5 separate regions of the Mus musculus genome follow, and all the other regions are linked to region 5. A link is a contact called in public ChIA-PET, Hi-C, Micro-C and promoter capture Hi-C data. All regions are on one chromosome and are shown on one strand. Each heading gives the region's core, a stretch centred on a gene start, on an enhancer-like site or on the middle of the called end of the contact. The rest is flanking DNA. Distances are from core to core; before and after follow the strand shown.

Region 1 (3,352 bases), core at 550-3,049, 470 kb after region 5:
TGTGGTGGCGCACGCCTTTAATCCCAGCACTCGGGAGGCAGAGGCAGGCGGATTTCTGAGTTCAAGGCCAGCCTGGTCTACAAAGTGAGTTCCAGGACAACCAGGGCTATACAGAGAAACCCTGTCTCAAAAAAAAAAAAAATCTGTAAAAATAAAAACCTGCAGAAGCTCAGCTACTTCAGGGTCTTCTATGAACAGAACTTGAGTTTTTAAACAAGTACTTGGTTTGGAGCTCGCCAAATCCAAAGCCACAATTGAGGTCTAGGCTCTACCATTTTTGAGTGATTTATTTATTATTATACGTAAGTTCACCGTAGCTGACTTCAGACGAACCAAAAGAGGGTGTCAGATCTCTTTATGGGTGGTTGTGAGCCACCATGTGGTTGCTGGGATTTGAACTCAGGACCTTCGAAAGAGCAATCAGTTCCCTTACCCGCTGAGCCATCTCACCAGCCCGATTTTTTTTTTTTTTCATTCTTGTATTTACCCCGTATGTTTTTCCCCAAAGAAAATCTGTCCTTCAGATAACCGAGGGCTCTGTCTGAAAATTAAAACCACATCACTTCTGGGAAACCAAGGGACTGCTTTTTCTTAGGGTTTTATTTAATAATGCTGACGGGAGACGAACACAGTAAAGAGCCAGTAGGTATAGAACGCACACTCAAAGCTTACAGGCAATTATTTAGTATCACTGACATAGTAATGGCCTAGGGTGTTAATGACAATGAACCAATCGGCTAAGTCATGTAAGTATAATGCAACGCTATTCCTTTATCCCAGGAAATCAGGTAAGAACCATACGGTAAAAAAAATTAAATAAGAAAAATAGCAAAAGTAAAACTAAACCAAAGCCCTAAAACTAAAGGTATAAGCAATACAAACCTACAAAGTAAACAGGCAAAAAAAAAAAGTCATTGAGCTTGCACCTCTCTTGTTCAATTCCTTGTGCCTCAAAACAACATTTTGTGTAAATCCAGCACTGAGACCCCCAGATGAATATTAAAAAGGGTCAAATACAGCTCAGACCAGGGGCTGAGCCCACACTGCAGACCCGGGAGACACACCTCCCTCCCAGGCCCCCAGGCTGCTTTCAGCTTACGCGCTTCTTCTCGCGCAGTTTGGGGAGCAACAATCTGGGAGGAAAAGATTTCTTTGTGCGTGTGTGCGTGTGTTTTAGCCAAACTGACCTCACAAGCCGTCTCAGAAGGGGTTCTCTAGTTCAAAAGGAAAGGCCTTTGTGAGCATTCCGTCACAGAAGGGTGGGAGCCCCAAGGCGACTGCAGCCACCCGGAAGCTTGGAGCGTGGGCGGCGCGCAGGCCCGAACTCGGGACCCCTCGAGCAGCGAGCCGTGGGCAGAAACCCACGGACAGGGGCCCCCACCGCCGGAGAAGCGCGGGCCGGAACCCTCGGACGTGGAACCCACGGGCTGGGGAAGCGCAGGCCGCCCCGCGGAATCAGAACGCGGCGCCGAGGCCTCGGCCTGCCACCCGCGGCCCGGCCCGCCGCCCGCGCCTCCCGTACTCACTCACGCACAGCTCCACCACGTACGCGTAGTAGGACCAGACGACCACAAAGGTGATGAAGAGCACCGGAACCCAGCCCACCACGCGTTGGCAGCAGCGCCAGAGTGTCCAGGGCGCCATGTTCCTCTGCTGACTGCCGGGTCCCGCTGCCCACGATTCTGTAGGACCACAAGACCCCAGCGGCCCTGTCGCCAGCTTCCCCGCCCCCGAGGCTCCGCCGCCGCAAGCAGTGGCGAAGGGCGACGCCACAACTCCGCCCCTCCCTGCGCCTGGCCCGGGTCCGCCCCTGACCCCGCCCTCGGGCCCGCCTCCGGGCCCGCCTCTCATCCCGCTGCGAGCTGTGAAGGGCGACGCTGCAACTCCGCCCCTCCCGGCGCCTGGACCGGGTCCGCCCCTGCCCCGCATCCTGCCGCTCCGCCCCTAGTCCCGCGCCTGGCAATCCCCGTAGGGGGTGGGGCTACCCGGCCGAAGGAGGCGGGGCCTGAAGTTGGGGCGGGGCTTCTGCTCAGGCCCGCCCATGGGATTTGGGGGTGCCTTGGTGGAAAAGAGAGGAGAGTGCTAAGGATGTGTAGGAGGCCATCTAGGACTGGGTGACGAGAGGGATGGGGATGCGCAAGGGGAGAGGAATGAATTCTTAGCTGCCCTGTGTGCCTTGGGTGGCACTCTGTATAACACTCTTCCCCTAGGTCTTTCAGGACCCATACAAGTCGGGTTCCCTATTACATAAGGCTGTGCATCACTCAAGCGTGCAAGCAAGAAAAATATTATATATACTTAAATATAAGACTCCTGTGACTATAATGTGTCTCCAATGAAGAATCCCCTGGGATAATTTGGTCCACGTATCGCTCTCTCCACCATGTTTTGTTTGAATTGGTAGGAGCCTGAGATTTAAGGTGGAAGCCATATACAACAGGTCAGTTTGATTTGGAGTCCACATTTAAGGTTACACCATGAAAGCAGAATATAGAAACAGCCCTTTCCTGGAGTGGGATTTTCAAATATTTACAGCTGGAGATTGCTAAGTAATGACTGCAATCTTAGAATCTAGAAGCCTTGCTGTGAAACATCATAATGTACAATCATTAGGAATAATTTCATACATTCTTTTAAAACACAGTACATTCATTTATTTACATTCTATGTGCGGATGTGCATGGACCACTGCTCATGAGGATGTGTGGCCCAGGGGTTGTCTGAGGACAAATGAAAAGTTTTTAAGTTTGGTTTGGGTTGGTTTGGGTTTTGGCCCTGGGCATAGTGGCACATGCCTTTAATTCCACACACTCAGGAGGAAGAGGACAGTGGAACTCTGTGAGTTTGAGGTCAGCTAAAACAGACTATTTACTAAAGTCTCCAAGAAGAAGGTAACTGCTATTATAGTATGATAAAGACTTAGTAAAATGAGTATTAATATTTAGTCACCATACACTACTGTTACATTAAAGTAACATGTATACAATAAGAAAATTGCAACATGCCCTAAAGATGACATTAGGACCCAGAAGTGCACACCTTTAATACCAGCACTTGGGAGAGAGAGGCAGGTAGATTTCTAAGTTCAAGGCCAGCCTGGTCTACAAAGTGAGTTCCAGGACACCCAGAGCTACACAGAGAAACCCTGTCTAGAGAAAAAAAAAAAAAAAAAAAAGCAAACATATTCTGACTTCAAATTTTTGACTACATATTAGTGGCAAAATTGACCCAACTCTAGGGCACTAAGGTGGGTAAAATTCAGCTATTTTCCCAGAAAAACTGTCTCAAAGAATTAAGATACAACATGGAATCTGGAGGCTAAGGATGGAGCCCAGTGGAAGACCACATAAAA
Region 2 (3,446 bases), core at 183-2,682, 490 kb after region 5:
AATTTGATTAAAGAAAAAGAAGTGTTTGAAATAGGTATTAGGGAATTTTAACCAGAGAGAGCACTGGAGTAACACAGAGAAATCCCTGCTGGAAGCAACTATCATGTTCACGGCCTGAGCATAAAGGCAAGAGGTTGGAGTTATTGTAGTCTAGAGGCTTGAAGGAACAGTCAGTCCTACGCGATTAGGAAAGGATGCCCAGAGGAAAAGGCTAGTGGGGCTTCGGAGAGCACAAACAATGGAGTTGGTTCTAGGCTTGCCAAAAAAAAAAAAAAAAAAAAAAAAAAAAAAAAAAAGCAGCCAGAGACTGGTACTGCAGGGATGATGCAGGGATGCAGGCCGAGACTGGAGATATCACAGGGCTTGTTTTCCAACCCCAGGCTTGAAGCCTCCCTTGTACTGCTCACTGTGGGCAGAGGTCAGGATGCTGCCAGCCAGCAGGTAAAGGCAACCAGCATCCCCAGGTCGCTGCCTAGCATCATAGAGCCCAGTGTGTATGGAAAAAGGAGGCTGGAACAGTGAGACAATCCCTTTTCCATCTGCAGGATCCTGCAACTTAATTTATACACTGTCTTAATTAGGGTTTCTATTGCTGCAATGAAACACCATGACCAAAAGCAAGCTGGGGAGGAAAGGGTTTATTCAGCTTATACTTCCACACTGCTGTTCGTCACCAAAGGATGTCAGGTTTGGAACTCAGACAGGGCAGGAACCTGGAGGCAGGAGCTGATGCAGAGGCCATGGAGGGTTCTGCTTACTGACTTCTCAGTCTGCTTTCTTATAGAACCCAGGATCACCTGCCCAGGGACAGCACCACACACATGGGCCTGATACTCCTCCATGATCATTAATTGACAAAACACCCTTAAAGCTGGATCTTAAGGAGGCATTTTCTCAATTGCGGCTCCCTTCTTTCAGGTGACTCAAGCTTGTGTCAAGTTAACAGAAGACTAGCCCAGCATACCCTCTCACACTTGAAGTGGTCGCCAAGAATTCAATCATATAATCTACTTATCCCTCTTCATGGTGCTGGATATTTATGTGATTTCCAGATTTTAGTCTCTGAAATGATGCTGTAATGATAGTTGATAAAATTATGACTCAATATATTTGAGGAGAAAATAGTCATAGTTTGTCTTTTTCTGGGCCTTAGAATTAGTGTTTTTCTCACCATCAAATACTTCTCACAAATCCTCTGCAAACCCGAATGCTGTAAGCAAAAAAACGTCATCTCTCACTTCACTCTCGTGGAAGGAGGATCGATTCCACCAAAACAAAGGCACACCGCCATCAGAAAAGCTCTGGTGGTGAAGACTCGGAAGGAACTGCCCCGGGCTTCATTTCCTTCCTCTTCAAATACAGCCCGTCGCCAACCAGCGGGCAGCAGGCGCAGTCTTCTGAATACTCACCAGGGCGTGGCAGTTCATGCTGCCTGCAGTGTTTTCTTTCAGACTGGCCTTTGAGACAGTCCTTGCCTTGCTCCTACCTTCTTCCGTGCGGGTGCCTGGGCATGGTTTTGGGATGCAAGGGCGCCATCTTGTGGGACTTTCGTGTTGAATTCTATTTCTTTGAAAGCGTCCGCACTGAGACTGCGATCACTTTTCTCTTTTTGTCTCAATTATCCTACGGTGCTGACGAGGTTGTACTGTGTCACGCTCTCTCTCTTTTTTTTTCGAGACAGGGTTTCTCTGTATAGCCCTGGCTGTCCTGGAACCCACTCTGCAGACCAGGCTGGCCTCGAACTCAGAAATCCGCCAGAGTGCTGGAATTAAAGGCGTGCGCCACCAACGCCCGGCTGAGGTTGTACTGTCAATTTGAACTCCACATTTTGAGAACATGTATTCTTTCTTATGATGATTCTTAATGTGCCTACATTAAAAAGTAATTTAAATTAAGATTTTATTTATGTATTTATTTTTACTTATTTATGGGTGCGAGGGCCATGTGGAGATTACAAGGCAACTTTTGGGAGTCAAGTTCTTTCTTTCCAATATGTGGGTCCCGAGGACTGAAATCAGGTCATCAGCCTTGACAGCAAGTGCCTTTAGTCACTGAACTATCTCATAGGCTCTTGAAGTTTTATTTATTGGAGACAGGGTTTCTTTATGTAGCCCTGGCTGTCTTGGAGCTCTCTATGTAGGCCAGGATGGCCTTGAACTCAAAGAGATCCATAGTGCACATGTATGTGGCAGTCAGAGGACAACTTGTAGGACCGTATTCTATCCTCCCACCAGGTGGGTTCCAGGGCTTGAACTCAGATGGTCAGGCTTGGTGGCAAGCACCTTTATCTGCTGGGCCACGTCAGTAGCTCTAGTTGCTGATTTACATAAACTGTGGTCGGTCTAGGTCTCACCCCCTGCGTCTTCAGCTTACTACATGGACTTATATTCCTGCTGTTCAGTTCTAACTCAGTGCCATCTTCCTTGGCACAATTTATTTCTTTAGTGGTGGACACTGGTGCAGGCAGTCCTGACAGGAAGCCCTTGGAGCCACCCTCTGACCGTTAGCATGTTTCTCTGGGGACATTTGGCCAGGAGGCAGGCTTGCTCTAAGTTTCCTTAAGATTGTCAGTGTGTAGCCAGCAGACACAGGGATCTTGTTTCCTGAGTCCATGCTAACACTCCTAGATCACATCCTACTTTTTGCCAATCTGGTAAGTATGGGTTGGTGTCTTGTCTTAATTTGTATACTGCTCAGAGCTTTCTTGGGGACTCAGGCCAATCTTTGTGCTCTCTCCCCTCTCAAGGTGAATGCAGTCATCAGCTGCTTCTTCCCTCTTCTCCCTCCTTCTGCTCCTCCCCTCCTTCTGCTCCTCCCCTCCTTCTGCTCCTTCCCCTCTTTCTGTCCCTCCCCCTCCTTCTGCTCCTCCCCTCCTTCTGCTCCTCCCCCTCCTTCTGCTCCTCCCCCTCCTTCTGCTCCTCCCCTCCTTCTGCTCCTCCCCTCCTTCTGCTCCTTCCCCTCTTTCTGTCCCTCCCCCTCCTTCTGCTCCTCCCCTCCTTCTGCTCCTCCCCCTCCTTCTGCTCCTCCCCTCCTTCTGCTCCTCCCCCTCTTTCTGCTCCTCCCCCTCCTTCTACTCCTCCCCTCCTTCTGCTCCTCCCCTCCTTCTGCTCCTTCCCCTCCTTCTGCTCCTCCCCCTCCTTCTGCTCCTCCCCCTTCTTCTGCTCCTCCCCTCCTTCTGCTCCTCCCCTCCTTCTGCTCCTCCCCCTCCTTCTGCTCCTCCCCTCCTTCTGCTCCTCCCCTCCTTCTGCTCCTCCCTCTCCTTCTGCTCTTTCCCCTCCTTCTGCTCCTCCCCTCCTTCTGCTCCTCCCCCTCCTTTTGCTCCTCCCGTTTCTATCCCCCCCCACCATTCCCTCTGCTTCTCCTTGTTTCTCCCCTCCCTTTTCCTTTCCCACATAGAATCTCACTTTTGCCCAGGTGTGCCTCAAACCCTTGAACACAAGTGTATC
Region 3 (3,284 bases), core at 136-2,635, 320 kb after region 5:
TCCCACCAAGGCCGTGATTTCTCGAAGGAAAGAAATAACCCACAGCTCCAATTTACATTTATACTATTCCAACTAGATGGCGAAGCTGAAAAACTCTCAGTTCAAAACTTCGGATTCTGTAATTCTGTATAGCAGCCTCTGTTGGTACCATATGAAGCTGACATTTTGAAGTGTGGTAAAAGTTAAGCAATTTCAAAGGAACCATGGTGAATTCGTTCAACAGCGTTTTCTATACCTGGATAACCAAAATTTTACGAGAGGCTGAATACTGTAATGTATTGTTAACTATAGTTAAGTTAAAAACAGGCTTTCTAAGCAGCGTCTGCATTCCTATGCTGGAAGATTTTTTTTTTTTTGTTAGCGCCTTATTACAACAGTTGCTAAAAGGGGAGAAAAGAAAAATCACAAAAAGTAGCCTTGTCTCCAGATTTAGCACTCAAAACTGGTGAGCATCATTTACTGACCTAACCTGGGGTTAAACTAAAAATATGGAGCAAGACTTGGTACAAATTCCCTAATAAGCGGCTACATTACGGGCAAGCAGGGGAAATTTAAAGGCGTGAAAAGTCCTCGCTCAAACTTTTTTGTCAACAAAATCTGCACGTCCAGTTCTCTCCCGCTCACACTCACAGGCATAAGTTTTCACCCGGCCGCCTCCTGCACGCCGCTGGTGGCCGAAGTCGCCCGGGCGAGACCCGGGCCACGCAGGCGAGGCTCGTGCGTGACCAGCGCTACGGACTCAGGCCGTGGAGTCGCGGCGGAGGCCGGCCCGGGAGAAGTCGGCTCAAAAGAGACGTTACGCAACCGCCCCGCACCGACCGCCGGACGGCGCAGCCGGGGACGGGACACCGGACACCGGGCGGGCACCGCGCCGCCGAGGGCCAGAGGTGCAGCGCGCAAGGCCGCGAGCGCGCGTGGTGGACGGCGCGGCGCACGGAGGCCCAGGCTGGGCGGGGTCGGCGCCGCGGGACGCGGGGTCTGGGCCTCCGGACGCCGCCGCGCGAGCACAACAAAGCCGCCCCGCCGCCGCCACCCGCTGCTCCGCACCCGCCCGGGACCCAGCGGACGGGTTGTCCCTGTCCCGCAGGGCAGCTCGCCCGTGGGACCGGGCGGAGCCCTGTCCCGACAAACTTCCCGGCCGCGGCCCCTCACCTCCGGGAGCGCTCTACACCCTCGGCGGCGTCCTGGCCCGCGGCTCCGGGACCTCGCGCGCCGGGAGACCGGGCGCCGGTGGCGGCAGTGGTTGCTGACCCCGGAGGGTCGGGGGAGCCCGGGGAAGCGGCGGCGGCGCTGGCGGCGGCGGCTCCATCTTCCCGGGGCGCTCACGCCGCGGTTCCGAAGCGCAGACCCGAGCGGGACATTCGCTACATTGTTGGCATTCCACGGGCGTCACGTGACCCCTCCTCCCGCGTCACTCCCGGCCGCATACCAGCCCGGGCGGGGCGCCCGCGGCCTTGCTACCCGCCGCCCGCTCCGCCCCACGGGCCGCTTCCTGCGCCGCCTGGCTGGGCGGCCACCTGCCCTGCGCTGGGCTCGCGTCGGAAGCCCCCAGCCCGGGAGCGCCGGTTTCCCTAAACGCCTCGTACCAGTGGGTGAGAAAAGTAAGTTCACAGGCCCCGGTGCCAGCCACGGAAAGTGCAGCCGGCTGCTGAGACCCGGGCATCAAATAATAAACCGGGACGCCTGACAGCCTGGGCTTAACCGGACGCAGGCTAACCAGCTCCCTCCCTGGGCACGTTTTAGGAAAGTGCCTTATGGTTTTATAAAACACATCAGTATTGCACGAACCAGCCGAGGAGACTGGCGTTTACACTTCGGCCACTCCTTTATCCTCCATTTGGGGATTTGGTCCAGGGACAGACGCTGAGAAATAACAGCGTGGAAGCAAAGTCTTTCGTTTACTATTGGCTGTCTAACGTCACACTCCCCACCAACTTACGATCTGTGGTAAGTGATGGTGGGGACTAATAGTCTTAAAAGTCAACCAGACTTCCTCTTTAATTAGCAAACGTGACATTTGAAGTTTCAATTCCGGAAGAAATTCACAAGAGTGAAGATCATTTGTACCAGTTTTTATTTTTGTCCTCGGGAAGGAAGTCGAGCCCCCTCTCCTGTGCCAAATTCAGGCTGTCTTGTCAGAAGAACCCTTGTCAGGACTGTTTTAACTGCCTCAACAGACTTTAGTCCTGGACTGCCCCTCACCACCACCACCCCCACCCCCACCCCCACCCCCACCTCTCTAATTCCCTTAAGGCTTCTTCCAGAGATTCTCATTTCTTTGTCCTTTGAACTTTAATAATTAAGCCTCTTGCAGATTAGCCTCATTTTCTTTAGTCAGCCTGACCCTGTGTGCTACACTGACATCTTGCACCGTGATGAGAAACCAATGCATCAAGTAATATTCTGTAAAAGAGGAGTCTAGCACTCACCTGGGAACTTCCTCCCCCATCTCCCCAAGCGCACTGGCAACCTTCACTGTGTGTTAAAAGTTCCTATCTCTTGCTCTAAGAAATGTTAGGGAAGCCGGTTAGTGATGCACACCTATAATCCCAGCTCTCAGGAAAGCAGGTGATCTCTGAGTTCAAGGTCAATCTGGTTACAGAGAGAATTCCGGGACAACCATGGCTACACAGAGAAACCCGGTAGAGGGGGAAAGTAGGGGTGCAGAGGGAGGGAGGGATGGAGGAAGGGAGAGAGAGACAGAGAGACAGAGACACCAGTGCCAAGGGATCCAATGCCTTGTTCTGTGGGTAAATGCACACACACATGTGCATATGCTTAGCACAGACACACACATAAATAAAAATAAATCTTTTTTTTAAAAGAACAAAAATAACTTTCTTTTTGTCAAACAGTGGTGGCGCATGTCTTTAATCCCAGTACTGAGGAGGCAGAGGCTGGCTGACCTCAGAGTTCGAGGCCAGCCTGGTCTACTGAGTTAATTCTAGGACAGCCAGGGCTACACAGAGAAACCCTGTCCAAAAACAACGAAACAAACAAATAAGCAAGAACTCTTTGCAACAGCACTATTTATAATAGTGAAAAGCCAAGGACAGCTGGACAGCAGGAGCAGAGAGAGAGAAGCTAAGTAAAGAGGCCGGCTTTATTTCTGCCAAAGGACAAATGATTACAGACAGAATTCAGAACCAATGTGGGGTGAACAAAAGCAAACTGCAGAACTGTACATATGTCATGACACCATCTCCATAAATAAACACAGGCTTTGGACTCTGTACTCACCTCTCTTACATACCACAACCATGATAGCCATAGCCCATTTACAA
Region 4 (3,227 bases), core at 132-2,631, 370 kb before region 5:
ATTGGTTAAAATTCTTTCCTTATCGACAAAGAGTCAACTTTTGTTTCCTGCCATTTTAAAGTCCGACCACTTCCAGCCACGTGCTGGTCAGCAAACTGCACTGTCTGTCCCCGTGGGACCGTTTTGTAAACTGCTTCACACTACAGGGCAAAGCATTGCCCTGTTTGATGCTTATCTCAACAGAGGCCAAACTGCTGAGCCAGGAGACTTTGTGCCAAGTTAGCTCTTTACTTTGAACACAACTGATATTTAGAAAAGCCCCTCCCTTACTCCAGTTTAATCTTTCCATGTTTGTCTTGCAATATATTTCACGGCACGACAGAAGGGCAGTGTGTGAAGTGATGCACAGATTACAGATCGTCATAGTTTTGAATTCCAAGAGAGAGCCTGTGCACAATTCACTTCCTGGCTGTTTTACACAGCCGCTGTTAAGTGGCACGTTTTGGAGGCGTCGTGATAAAAGGAAAACTGGAGAGCTGAAGCCCTTTTCACATTATTCAGGTACCAAGACGGCTGATCAAGAGAGTGAATTCTAGTTACCTGTGTAAAGAGTGGACAGAAAGCAAACAGCTGCCCGCCACTGGAATTTAATGTCACTACAAGTCTCTTAATGAAAAGATTATTGTAGAAGGCAGCTAAGGGCGCTCTTCCAAACATGTACAGTCTTTACTCGTGTGCACCGCCACACACGTACAGATCAAGAAGCTGGGTCGTGGTACTAACAACTAAAGTATTTAAGAAGAAAATAAACTTCTAAAAGTTTTTTTTTCTGAGAAAAGTGGGCCCTCCTTGTTTCTTTCCAATCAAACACTACAAATGTACCCCGCCACTTGCAGGCCACTTGCAGGTTAAAATGACCTTAGGATCCCTGCTGTTTGGGGATAGGGACTGGTTGCTTTCCCCAACCCAAGGGCAAACCATCTCGACCCAGCTTTGACCGTCCATTAAAGAGAGCAGGCGCTCCGCCCAGGTCTTTAGGAGTCTAGAAGAACAGTAATCTTTCCCAAAGTTTCCCAAGGCTCAGCTCCCCAGCCCTACTGCACCCCACAACAATCCAAAGAATCACGAAAGCCTCCCAAGATCGGGGAGCAACAGGGCCTTGCCCAGGGGTGACAGCGCCGCGTCCCGCCACCCCTGGTGCTGTCGGGTCCCCAATATGGCCCTGGAACTCCCAGTTTGCCTTACCCCGCTCGGCCGCGGCGGCACCGGCGCTCCTCGCCCAGTCGGGCTCGGCCTGCTCTGTAAAGGAGGCTCCCTCTTTACTCGTGCGGTGCCCCTTCTTCCCACGAGCGCCCCGCGCTAGGGCCGGGCCTCTCCGCCCCGGCCGCCATCCCCACCACCGCGGTACGCACCGCACTTGGCGCCCCACGCCGCTGCCCTGTCGCCCCGCCACGCCCTCGCCACCTCCCACTCTGCCAGCCACGCCTCCCCGCATCCCACAGGCCACGCCCCTGCGCCCCTCACCGGGTCCCGTCTGGGGAAGCTGGCACCTGCCCCCTCCTCGCGCGCCCACATCCTCGGGCGCCACCTGCACCCCAGTGCGCACCACGCGCGCTCCTCGTCCGGGCTCTCTCAGCTCCGCCGATCCGCCGCAGGTGTCGGATGGGGTTCCCGGCCGCAGACACCCGAGGGCCGGGTCCTATAGGGCAGGAGTGGACAGCCGGGGCGGGAGCAAGGCACAACCGACTGCCAGAGCGGCCTGGGCGCTGCGCGCGTGGGCGTCGGGAGGGCGCCTCGGTCGCGCCCGGGTGTCGCCGCCTGGGGATGCAGACTTGTTCCTCGGGCGAGTCCCAGCCGGAATCCTGTCTCACCCTGTCGGATAGAGACGCCCCCGCGGGCAACAAGCTATAAATAGCGGCCGCCAGCCTGCTTCCAGGCGGACACAAATTAGCCGACAGCTCCACGGATTCTAATTTTTTTAAATTAACTTGTTCCAAGGCGCTTGAAACTTGGCATGGCCTGAAGTGTTGGGGAAGATGTCCCTGCGGGCAAGTTGTTCCAGACGGTCTTGGGGATGGGATGGCAGAGTGTGGTCCGGTTAGCTTGTCCGCATCGGGGTGAGGCTTTTAATGTGTCTAACCCTCGGAGTTTCTCTGAGAGTCATAAGACACCGACACCGAGAGGGACAGAATCTTGGCCTTGTCCATTTCCTCTGGCTTCCTAGGGTCTAACAGGACTTGAACAGCAGCTAATCATTAGTAAATAATAATTCACTGAATGTTGGTGGCAGTTTTAGAAGGGATCCCCAAAGTCCCTTTATGAGTGATGGATTTATTTTAGGAATAAGGGAAAATGTGCATTTCTGGTTGTTTTACAGTCCCCCTAAAGACCTATTGCTTCATTAAAAAGTTTGGCTCTATTTGGGTTTGCAATCCGCTGACTTTGAAGAATTCAGTCGTTCTGTTCGAGTCTGAATTTAAGCGTATTCCAACGAGAAAGAAAACAAAGCTTATGAAGAGACGTGAAGCCGGTCTCCTGCAGGACTTGGTAACACATGGATACAGTTTTGTTTTATTTCGTTTTGTCTCTTAGACAGGGTCTCCGGGAGCGGGACCTGGTCTCAACCGGAACCTCCTGCAGACATCCCAGGGCCGTGATGGCAGCCTGCACTGCACACCTGCCTAGGTTCTTTTGAAATCCAGAAATGTTATTCTAGAAGGTTTTATTTTTCTGTTGTTTTTATTCTCTCCAAGAAATACAAGAATACTTCTCCCCACAGAAGCATCAGAAGTATTAAAAGACTTGCACCGTCTTGGACAAACTCTAGTATTGTATTGGTAAAGCCAGAAGTATAATAATGATTTGCAACTTTTTATTGGAAATAGATTTAAAATGTGTAACTGCAAATACCCTTTGCACACCCACTTCATAACACAGTTCAAGAGTGGAAAGGTGGAAGTAATCTAGATGCTCCCAGAAAGATGGATGGGCGCACAGATGAGGTTTTAAGTGCTGTAAAATATTGTTTGGCCTTAGAAAAGAACATGAATGTACAATTGATATGAAGATAGATCATATGGCAATGAAAAAGCCAGCTACAACAGGAACAGATGCTGTCTGAGTTAACATATAAGACGTGCGTGCTGTCAAACTAAAGCCAGGTAAATATAGTTTCAGCATTTGAGACTCAGGCGGTTTGGTGGGAATTTGAGACTGTCTTGAGGCAGATGGGGGAAACTCTGTTTAAAAATCAAAACAAGCATAGAGACTGAGGTATGGAAGCACAC
Region 5 (3,331 bases), core at 55-2,554:
TCCCACTTTATATGTAACTAATTACATATGTTGACAGTTTATTTGATAATTAGTGTGGGAACAAATAAGAAAATATGTTGCCTGATGAACCTTTATTTTAACAAAAACATAATGTCTTCTTCTCAGACAAGGACTGGGTACCCTGAATGTACAGTCATTTAAAAAAAAAAAAAGTTCAGTGCTGGACAATGGTGGCACACACCTTTAATCCCAGCACCAAGGAGTTTGAGGCTAGGCTGGTGTACAGAGAGCTCCAGGACATCCAGGGCTACACAGAGAAACCCCGTCTCAAAAGACAAGCAAACAAACAAACAAAAAAAAAAAAAGAAAAAAGAAAAAAGAAAAAGAAAAAGATTGACTCTAGTATTTATCTTTCTTTTTTGAAGTGCAGTAACTTGTGATTCCAGTATTTTTTCTTTCTATATTGAAGTGCAGTAACTTAAAATATCCCCATGATGTTCACTAATTAACGTAACAACTACTTATTGACACACAGTTGCCAGATACTGTCAGTTACTGTACGATATACCCCACTTGCAAGGTAACCTTCTGAATGCTGATACAACACACCTGGATCAGAGATAAAGAGGTTTAGTCTTCAAAACACACCAAGTAGCCCGAACCTGACCAATCTAATAGTTTGTCCCCTACATCTGTCCCCACCCCCATCCGTGGGAGGCTAAGGTGGATGTTACATATTCAATGACTTTCTGACACAACTGAACAATAAAGGTTAGTAAACTTCAGTTTTTTTATAACGGGCTTCAAGTCAACATGCCCAACATTTGCTCCGGAAAGAAATATTATTTTGTCTTTAAGACAGGGTGTCCCCTGCTGGTCTTGTACTCCTGAGCGTCATCTCTACTCCCATTGCAGATGTGCGTCATCATAGCTGGCATTACATTACCTTTACTTTTTAATTTTCAGATTAAATTTATTTAGAGAGAACCCAGACAGGATTAATATGACAAATTTATGGGACGACGCGTACAATTCTACGCAATGTTCCACAGAAAACAGTCTTCCAAGGTTCCCAAGCCGCGTAGTGGCTCTGGGACACATTCTATTCATCCGGGCCATCTTGCTCTGGTCTCCAGCTTTGGGGATGGCTGCCTCGGGGTTCACTCGACCTTGGTTTCCTTCTTGTGATTACTCCTACACCTGTAGCATCTCCTGGACCACCATAAACATTGGGCCAGCCTCGAGAATCACTCCGCTGTTGGCGGACCACAGGTCCCAGCAGCCCTGCACTTCCGGTCACGAGCTTCCGGCCTCGCCCACGCGGCGCGGAGGCCTGTGGGAGCGGCTTCCTTGGAGTCGCGCCTGGCAACGGCTGGGCGTCCCGCTCTGGCCTGCCTAGGATCAGGCGTCGCTTCTTCCCTCGGCCCACTCGTGGTCAGCCCGCTCCTCCTCGGCGCGAGGTAGGAGAAGCGCCCGGCCCCTCGCGGCCACCCTCCCTGCTGCCCTCTCCCTGCCCCGTGCGTGAGCGGCGGCGGGGTCGCGAGGGCAGGCGGGCTGGCGGCGCCCAAGCCCGGCTCCTGGCGACTGCGCTTCCGTAGCCAACACTTGGATGGTGCTCCTCTCAGGGGGTGGACTTCCCGCTCCACCCGGCACGGCTACCCGGGCTAATGTCACACGGCTTGGCGATGCCATGGCAGCAGTGAAACTTTTAGAGTTTCACAGTAGGTTACAGCGAACATTTCTAATACTTGCATCCGGTGAAGCTTTGATTACCTAGTAATCGGGAGTAAAAGCAAAAGTACAGAAAAGAATGAATAAATCACAGTCTTATAAAGATAAAAACATATCTTCTGGGAATTGATTCTAGGACACCCAGTTTCCCTGGATACCAAAGTTCCCAGGTGCTCTTTCACATATATACGATGGTATATTTGTATTGTATATAAGCCATTTTCCCATTTTTGTTATCTTAGACTGTTTATTGCTCTATAATTAATTGTTATGCCTAATTGTTCAGGGAATAATGAAAAGCACGCTCGGGAGGCTGGGGGCGGGGGGGGGGGGGGGGAGCCTGTGCATGTTCAGTTCAGATAAAAAATTTCTCCCAAATGTTTTCAGTTTCTAGTTGGTTGAATCTAAGGATGCACAGACAAAAGATATCTGACTACTGTTTTCCCAAAAGCCTAAAATTCCACTTTTCCTTTTTATCTTCAACTCTGGTTGGTAACTTTGGAGAAACTACAATAGGCATTTTGAGTGTGAACTGTATCAAGGTAGAAGTATATAAAAAGGACTTTGCCATGTAAAATAGTTTCACTGGCAATATTGAAGTGACAGCATCCCAAATTATTTTTGAACCACCTTGGAGAATATAGAAATACTGAGTTGTATTATTTCTTAGCCATTCATAGTTGTTAGTAAAGGATAATTCATTTACTATTTCCTAGCCTTGCTTTCTACATCTTTAAAATTTTGTGTATTCCACTATTGGTCTGTCTCCCAGGTGTGTGTGTGTGTAAATCTGGTTAAAAGCCAGAAGAAAGGTCTAGTTCTAAAAGCTGATTGTTTCAATACCTTATGAATAAACGAAAGTGAGATCAGAAGAGTTTGTAAGGAGGGAGCTTTTGAGTATATGATTTGAAAGTGTGATCGATGGAGCAGCAGCTTCAGCATCCATCCCTTGGGAACCTATTGATCAACATTCTGGGGCTGTGGAGATGCTCAGTTGGCAAAGTGTTTGCTGCAGAAGCCTAAGGTCCTGAGTGATCCCTAGCGCCCACTTAACCTAATGTGGTGGCTGGGGGAGGCAGGAGGATTTGTGCTGCTCACTGGTTAGCTAGCTTGGCTGAATCTGGCCCCAGGTCCTCCTTCCCAGGGGGAGATCTTACCTCAAAAAACAAGGCAGGCAGTGCCTAAAGAGGATGACCTCTGTTTCCACATGCACACATTTACACCTGTACACACACACACAGAAGCTGTCATACCCACAACAAGGAATTCACATCCTGCCTGGGCAGAATAACTCATACCTGTTATCCCAGTGCTTGGGATGTGGGAGCAAGAGTTCAATGTCAGCCTTGTCTACATGTTGAGTTTAAAGCCAGCCAAGGCTACACAAGACCTTGTCTCAGAAACAAAACAACCCTCCCCTGCAAAGAAATCCCAATACATTTCCTCTCTGAGGGATCAAGGAATCTCCTTCACATAAGATTTTCTGAATCGGAAGCACTGGTGGCTGAGGGGCTGAAATGAAAAGCTGTAAGCTGCTGGCTTGTGCTCTGGTTTGAGCCACTGGTTTAGCAGAGAATGTCCCTCTTATCTGAGAGGGACATAGTCCAAGGCCCCTAGGGAAGTTTGAAACCTCATCAAA

What was found. Promoter capture Hi-C pulls out the DNA fragments that hold promoters and counts their contacts. Hi-C and Micro-C count contacts between places; a contact is called where the count stands out from the background. ChIA-PET counts read pairs in DNA pulled down with a chosen protein or histone mark.
Region 1: a contact with region 5 is called in an RNA polymerase II ChIA-PET map of memory CD8 T cells, with 8 read pairs. The contact joins the promoter of Zdhhc20 here to the promoter of Ift88 in region 5. A contact is called at or near these places in 1 of 484 Hi-C or Micro-C datasets (CD4 T cells), 1 of 115 datasets of contacts at active chromatin or transcription factors (memory CD8 T cells) and 2 of 9 other capture datasets (adipose tissue and pancreatic islet).
Region 2: a Hi-C map of the HPC-7 cell line shows a contact between it and region 5, with 2.5 times the contacts expected there. The contact joins the enhancer-like site here to the promoter of Ift88 in region 5. A contact is called at or near these places in 2 of 39 promoter capture datasets (HPC-7-derived erythroid cells and hippocampal neurons), 2 of 484 Hi-C or Micro-C datasets (the G1E-ER4 cell line and the HPC-7 cell line) and 2 of 9 other capture datasets (adipose tissue and pancreatic islet).
Region 3: a contact with region 5 is called in a Micro-C map of embryonic stem cells, with 3 times the contacts expected there. The contact joins the promoter of Lats2 here to the promoter of Ift88 in region 5. A contact is called at or near these places in 2 of 39 promoter capture datasets (hippocampal neurons and liver) and 2 of 484 Hi-C or Micro-C datasets (embryonic stem cells and nephron progenitors).
Region 4: a contact with region 5 is called in a promoter capture Hi-C map of liver, with 6 times the contacts expected there. The contact joins the promoter of Gja3 here to the promoter of Ift88 in region 5. A contact is called at or near these places in 5 of 39 promoter capture datasets (cranial neural crest, embryonic stem cells, hippocampal neurons and 2 more), 1 of 484 Hi-C or Micro-C datasets (embryonic stem cells), 1 of 115 datasets of contacts at active chromatin or transcription factors (stem cell-derived neural progenitor cells) and 2 of 9 other capture datasets (adipose tissue and pancreatic islet).

Annotation. Positions count from the first base shown.
Region 1 is chr14:57,888,537-57,891,888 of GRCm38.p6, forward strand. It overlaps Zdhhc20 (zinc finger, DHHC domain containing 20), which reads right to left and starts at 1,800. Exons shown (of 13, transcript NM_029492.5): 1 at 1,527-1,800. The coding sequence starts at 1,644.
Region 2 is chr14:57,909,244-57,912,689 of GRCm38.p6, forward strand. No RefSeq gene overlaps it. Among named protein-coding and RNA genes, the nearest start is that of Zdhhc20, 21 kb to the left of the region's middle. Within about 2 kb of position 1,433, at least 286 of the 459 cell types and tissues checked have an H3K27ac peak or open chromatin away from gene starts, as enhancers often do. A contact at or near this core is called in the G1E-ER4 cell line, the HPC-7 cell line, adipose tissue and 1 more, where this site is marked.
Region 3 is chr14:57,744,738-57,748,021 of GRCm38.p6, forward strand. It overlaps Lats2 (large tumor suppressor 2), which reads right to left and starts at 1,386. Exons shown (of 8, transcript NM_015771.2): 1 at 1,153-1,386. Gm52140 reads left to right here. Exons shown (of 3, transcript XM_030248241.1): 2 at 558-1,601. The coding sequence ends at 1,575.
Region 4 is chr14:57,056,342-57,059,568 of GRCm38.p6, forward strand. It overlaps Gja3 (gap junction protein, alpha 3), which reads right to left and starts at 1,382. Exons shown (of 2, transcript NM_001271623.1): 1 at 1,186-1,382.
Region 5 is chr14:57,422,767-57,426,097 of GRCm38.p6, forward strand. Ift88 (intraflagellar transport 88) reads left to right here and starts at 1,305. Exons shown (of 26, transcript NM_009376.2): 1 at 1,305-1,421.